Linked DNA regions of Mus musculus: region 2 is linked to region 1. The links are chromatin contacts, called in public ChIA-PET maps. All regions are on one chromosome and are shown on one strand. Each heading gives the region's core, a stretch centred on a gene start, on an enhancer-like site or on the middle of the called end of the contact. The rest is flanking DNA. Distances are from core to core; before and after follow the strand shown. Region 1 overlaps Gm33728 (a long non-coding RNA gene). Region 2 overlaps Sgk1 (serum/glucocorticoid regulated kinase 1).

Region 1 (2,977 bases), core at 232-2,731:
CTACATATGTAGCTACAGACATGAGCTCTGGGGGTACTGATTAGTTCATATTGTTGTTCCACCTATAGAGTTGCAGACCCCTTCAGCTCCTTGGGTACTTTCTCTAGCTCCTCCATTGGAGGCCCTGTGTTCCATCCTATAGATGACTGTGAGCATCCACTTCTGTATTTGCCAGGCATTGGCATAGCCTCATACGAGACAGCTATATCAGGGTCCCTTCAACAAAATTGCTGGTGTATGCAATAGTGTCTGGGTTTGGTGGCTGATTATGTGATGGATCCCCTGGTGGGGTAGTCTCTGGATAGTCCATCCTTTTGGTCTTAGCTCCAAACTTTGTCTCTGTAACTCCTTTCATGGGTATTTTGTTTCCTATTATAAGGAGGAATGAAGTATCCACATGTTGGTCTTCCTTCTTGATTTTCTTGTGTTTTGCAAATTGTATCTTGGATATTCTAAGTTTCTGGGCTAGTATCCACTTATCAGTAAATGCATATCTAATGACTTCTTTTGTGATTGGGTTACCTCACTAAGGATGATGCCCTCCAGGTCCATCCATTTTCCCAAGAATTTCATAAATTCATTGTTTTTAATAGCTGAGTAGTACTCCATTGTGTAAATGTATCACATTTTCTGTACCCATTCCTCTGTTGAGGGACATCTGGATTCTTTCCAGCTTCTGGCTATTATAAATAAGGCTGCTATGAACATAGTAGAGCATGTGTTCTTATTACCAGTTGAAACATCTTCTAGATATATGCCCAGGAGAGGTATTGCAGGATCCTCCGATAGTACTATGTCCAATTTTCTGAGGAACCGCCAGACTGATTTCCAGAGTGGTTGTACAAGCCTGCAATCCCACCAACAATGGAGGAGTGTTCCTCTTTCTCCACATCCTCGCCAGCATCTGCTGTCACCTGAATTTTTGATCTTAGCCAAAGAATGGGCATCTTTAGCTGCAATTTCTACACAATATAACTTTAAAAAGCCTTTTTAAAAGTAAAAGTAATAAGGGCCCAGTCGTGTAAATGGCTATAATTTACTTATAGTGGTGGTCTTAGTGGCTCTGAAAACATTATAATATTGTTTGCATCCACCTAAGCATAGTCATCTTCATATTGGCAGATCTTTGACAATTGATGAGGGTTGGATATTGCTAAATATGGTCAATGTTAAACACAGCTAAGTCTTACCTGTAATGTGGGGGTGTGATCCCTGGAGGGTATGGCTGAGACCTGTGATGCACTCAGGATTAAATGCAATGTGTCAACACACATTGAAGCCTCCTGTGCAGGTCTGACATGGGTAGTTAGTGGGAAAAGCCTTCCTTTAATTAACTGAAGACATAAACGTATGAAAGAAGACCTCTGTGAAAGATCTTAAGGTTGAGAACTTCTTACATAATAGCCATGAAGCTGAAGCAAGTGGGGTGCTTGTGACAAGAGAGCCTTTGATGTTGATAGAAAAGCAAACTGGAAAGATTCATTCAACCTTCAGAACCTCAGATCCACCCACACTGGAAATTGTCACTAACGTACTCTGGCCCAGGAATAACACATACCCGGACTTGTTATTTGAGTCTTATAATAGAAAGAGGTCAAGAGCCAAAAGGAAGAGTTTTATGAAAGTAAAATTGAAATGTAGTACTAATGAAGTGGCCACAAATAAACGAATTCAGACTCCAGTTGACAAGATACACTGCTCAGATAGTTGTCAACCCTGCGATAGGCTGTGCTCCTAAGAGAAGAGCTTCCAGGATTTGTAACAGCTCATGGCTTGCTCAAGGATGATGGCATTCCTGATTTGCCTTGTTGTACTATTTGGTTTTCAGTAAAATCTCCTGTATACATCTCTATTAAAATGCAATTTGTGTGTGTGGACTTTGTGATAATCTATATTCGAGGTTGCACAAAACATTGGCCATTGCTTTGAAAGAAAACACGGGACTGTTTATCCTCAGAAGAACACGGCTTTACAACATGTTGAATAGAGTAATGGCTTTCCTGGGTGTCCAGTTCCTGAGTTCCGAATGTTAGAAGACATTAGGAGAAAGAACTTTGAGACGTTGTTCTGTTTTGGTTTTTGGGTTTGTTTGTTGGTTGGTTGGTTGGTTGACTGTTGCTTGTTTAGTTGATTGGTTATTGGTTGTTGTTTGGTTGTTGCTAGTTTGGTTGGCTGGCTATTGGTTATTGGTTGGTTGGTTGGTTGGTTGTTCATTGTTTAGTTGATTGGTTGTTGGTTGGTTGGTTACTTGTTTGGGTAGTTGTTTGGTTGTTGTTTTGCTGTTTGTTAATTGGTTCATTGTTGTTTGGTTGGTTAGTTGGTTTGGTTGCTTATAGGTTGGTTGGTTGGTTGTTGGTTGTTTGGTTGGTCGGCTGGTTACTATTTAGTTTTGGCTTTGTTATGTTTTTTGTTTTTTGTTAGGTGATTTTAATCTAATCACATGAGTTCTTAAAAGCAGAGAACCTTCCCAGGCCAATGTCAAAATCAGAGGAAGATGTTTGAACCAGCAGGGAGCAGGATTATAAAGATGTGACTTACACAGTCAGTCTACCACTGTGGGGATTAAAGGGGGAGGAAGAGCCTGCGACCTAAGGAGTATGTACAGACCCTAGAAGCTGCAGATGTCAAAGAAACAGATTCTACCTCAGGGCTTTGGGAAATTGTATGCAGCCATACCAACATCCTAAGTTTTAGCCTGGTGAAGCCTCTCAGATTTCTGATTTATAAAAATACATTGTAATAAGCATGCGCTGTCTTAAACCACCAAGTTTGTATAAATCTTTTACACAAGCCGTAGAAAAGAAATATAATCAATATTGGATGTTTTTTATTCTGCTATTGTTTATATTATTTTTCTTTATACACACTCTCATTTATTTTTAATGCTAAATAATAGCATACATTTTAAAATGTCGTTTTATATTTCACACATTACCATCAAAACTTCATGTAATTTTTTTGACTAAGCTGCAATATA
Region 2 (2,977 bases), core at 343-2,842, 660 kb before region 1:
GTCTTTCTTTGGTTCCTGTGGTTCACCTCTGTGTCTCTGCCCCTCCCTGATCAACTGAAACCCAGCTTTGGTTTGGCTTGGGTTTTTTTGTTTTGTTTTTTTTTTTTTTTTTTTTTTTCAGTTCTGATAACCCTTTTCTCCAACTGAACTTCTTTTCTTTCTTTCCCACAGGGCTAAGTTGTCAGGTGACTATTTGCTAATCTGATTAACTGCTTTGAATGTGTCTCAAACCTTACATACCAACTGGTAAAAGTAGGCCACTTCAAATCCTGCTTGTCTGTAGTCCCATAGATCCCGTGTGGGTATGTATGCATATGCTGCACCAGTTAACTGCTTCTGAGCCTCTAACACCACGTCTGTTAGGTTGCTGTGCACAGTCAGACTTGCTGGTGATACTTGGTAGCATCCTTGGATGCTCTAGGTCAGTGATTCTCAACCTGTAGGTTGAGACCCATGGGGCTGCACATCAGATATTTACATTATAATTCATAACAGAAGCAGAACTATGAAATAGCAACGAAACAATGTTATGGTTGGGGGGAGGGGTAGAGGGTGGGTCACCACAACACCAGGAACTGCAGCATTAAGGAACTGCAGCATGTAGAAAGTTGAGAACTGCTGCTATAGCTATTTTCAAAGGCTGTATCTCCAAATACATTAATTATCAGGGAATGTGGAGATCATTTCCAAACACAGGAATCCGGGGAGATGCATTTGATCTACAACCTTCTGAGAATACTTTGGGAGGAATTTGGCCATAAGACATTCAGCTGAGCCCTCTGACAGGTCGTCAGCTTGGAGGCCAACAGGAACAGGCAGGGCTGGAGGAAGCAGTGACATGAGAAAGAAGTAGAGAGGAACCTGGAGAGAGAGCCATTAAAGCCACACCCTTTCCGAAGCAAAGCTTACAAGCAAAGCTTACAAGCACAGGTACTGTAAGTGGCAGAGAGGTGCTTCTAACATTCTGTGGTAAGGTCCCTCACACAAGAAGGAGTCATTGGAACAAGGGCTGAATAGGCCATGAGACAGCCACTAAACCAAGGGAAGACTGTCATAAGATGGGGTGTTAGGAAGTGCTAAGCATTTTTTTCTCCTACTGTAAAAGCTTCATGTCTTTGGCACTGTCCATAGGATCTAATTTTGTTTTAAAGATTTATCTATTTATTTTATGTATATGAGTACACTGTTGCTCTCTTCAGACTCAGTAGAAGAGGGCATCAGATCTCATTACAGATGGTTGTGAGCCACCATGCGGTTGCTGGGAATTGAACTCAGGACCTCTGGAAGAGCAGTCAGTGCTCTTAACTGCTGAGGCATCTCTCCAGCCCCCTAATTTTGTTTTATAAGCCATGCATGTACACACACATACACACACACACACACACACACACACACACACACACACACAGTAGTGTGCATATGGAAGTCAGAGGACACTTTGCTGGAGTCTATTCTCTCCTTTCACCATGAGGGGCTGAGAGATTAAACTCTGTCGTGGAAGTGACAAGCACTTTACCCTTCAGCCCTCTCTCTGGCTCTGTATTCAATACATCTAAGCCAACACTGGGAAGTTTCCATCAGTAAGGAAACCACAGTTTACTTCCTTACTCACAAACCCTTGTAGGTGCTAGGCAGAGCAGAGCGGCAGAGCCTGCAGTAACTACAAAGGCCCTTTGGATATCAGTTTCATTTCAACTTTAACCTCTGAGTTTTTCCACAGACCCCATGTGAAGCCACAAAGATCCTCTTGTCCTGCTGTGACTCTGCAGTCGGAGGTCTTGTTTTGGAAACAGACACCTGCCTGAGTCGAGTCTGAGGCAGCAGTGGCTGAGCCCGTTTGCCAGGCTACTCCACAGGTCCCATGCTCTCAGCCTTCCCAGCCCAGGGAGAAAACTATGTCTTAGTTTTACTGTGGAGTTCTGGCTGTGTCTTTTAGAAGGGGAAGTGGGGTTGGGGGGGGGGGAGCAGCCTGTTAAAATTGCAAAGTATGATTTTAGAAAACGTTCAGAAAATGTCAATGAATTTAAGCAGAACTCAGTCTTTACCGTGGACAAATGAATATTCCTTGAGGGGCTGTCTAGATAAATAATTGAACCCACGTTCACTACTGAGAAGTGCACAGTCTGGCGAGAAGTGTGCTTCCCATAGGGATAGCATGTGAAACTCAGAAATCATTTTATAGATTCTGCACTGAATAAAGGAAAAGGGAAAATGAAAATAATTAGCTGGGTTTTGTTTGTTTGTTTGTTTTGTTTTGTTTTTTGAGACAGGGTATCATTATGTTGCTCTGCTGTCCTAGAACTTGATACAGAGACCAGGCTGGCCTCAAATTCACAGAGATCTGCCTGCCTCTGCCAGCAGAAAACTGATTTCAATGATGTAATTGACTCAACTCAATATACCCCCAGATCTATACTCTCAAATATACTCCAGATAAAACTGCTAGCAGTATATTTTATGTTAATTTAAGGTTTTATTTTAGTTAGTTTAGAGTTTTGTACTATGTTGTGTCCGGCCAGCAGATCACAACATGGGTTTTAGCCTGGAAAGACATTTTGGAAACCTGGAAGAGAAGAGGGGCTAGGTGGCGAGATAAAGAAATGTAGCTAAGACAGTCATTCTGATCAAAGTTCAATTTTACTGTTCCGCACGCAATTATAAAGCAGGGGAAGGGGGCCCGATTCCCGCCAATTAGTCTTGGGGTCCAATAGCAGGGTGACCACATGCACGGCTCCAAACAGCAAAGCGGCAGGTTCCAGCAGTGGGCATGGTAGAACGATTGAGCAGGAAGCTCCACCCCTGAGCAAGCAGGTTTCAGGCTGGGGGAGGGGAGACTACATCTCCTCCCTTTTGTTAACAAAAAAAATAAAATAATAAAAAAAAAAAAGAAAAAGCTGGCCTGAGGCAAAAAATTTATCTATGCTTAATAGTTCTGTCTGAATTTTAGGGCTAAGGAAGAACATCAGGCTGATAGGTC

The links. ChIA-PET counts read pairs in DNA pulled down with a chosen protein or histone mark.
Region 2: a contact with region 1 is called in an RNA polymerase II ChIA-PET map of memory CD8 T cells, with 14 read pairs. The contact joins two enhancer-like sites. A contact is called at or near these places in 1 of 484 Hi-C or Micro-C datasets (CD4 T cells) and 1 of 115 datasets of contacts at active chromatin or transcription factors (memory CD8 T cells).

The regions. Positions count from the first base shown.
Region 1 is chr10:21,247,250-21,250,226 of GRCm38.p6, reverse strand. All of the region lies in intron 1 of Gm33728 (a long non-coding RNA gene), which reads left to right. Among named protein-coding and RNA genes, the nearest start is that of Gm33728, 3.5 kb to the left of the region's middle. Within about 2 kb of position 1,481, at least 6 of the 459 cell types and tissues checked have an H3K27ac peak or open chromatin away from gene starts, as enhancers often do.
Region 2 is chr10:21,905,891-21,908,867 of GRCm38.p6, reverse strand. All of the region lies in intron 1 of Sgk1 (serum/glucocorticoid regulated kinase 1), which reads right to left. Among named protein-coding and RNA genes, the nearest start is that of Gm46215, 25 kb to the right of the region's middle. Within about 2 kb of position 1,592, at least 95 of the 459 cell types and tissues checked have an H3K27ac peak or open chromatin away from gene starts, as enhancers often do.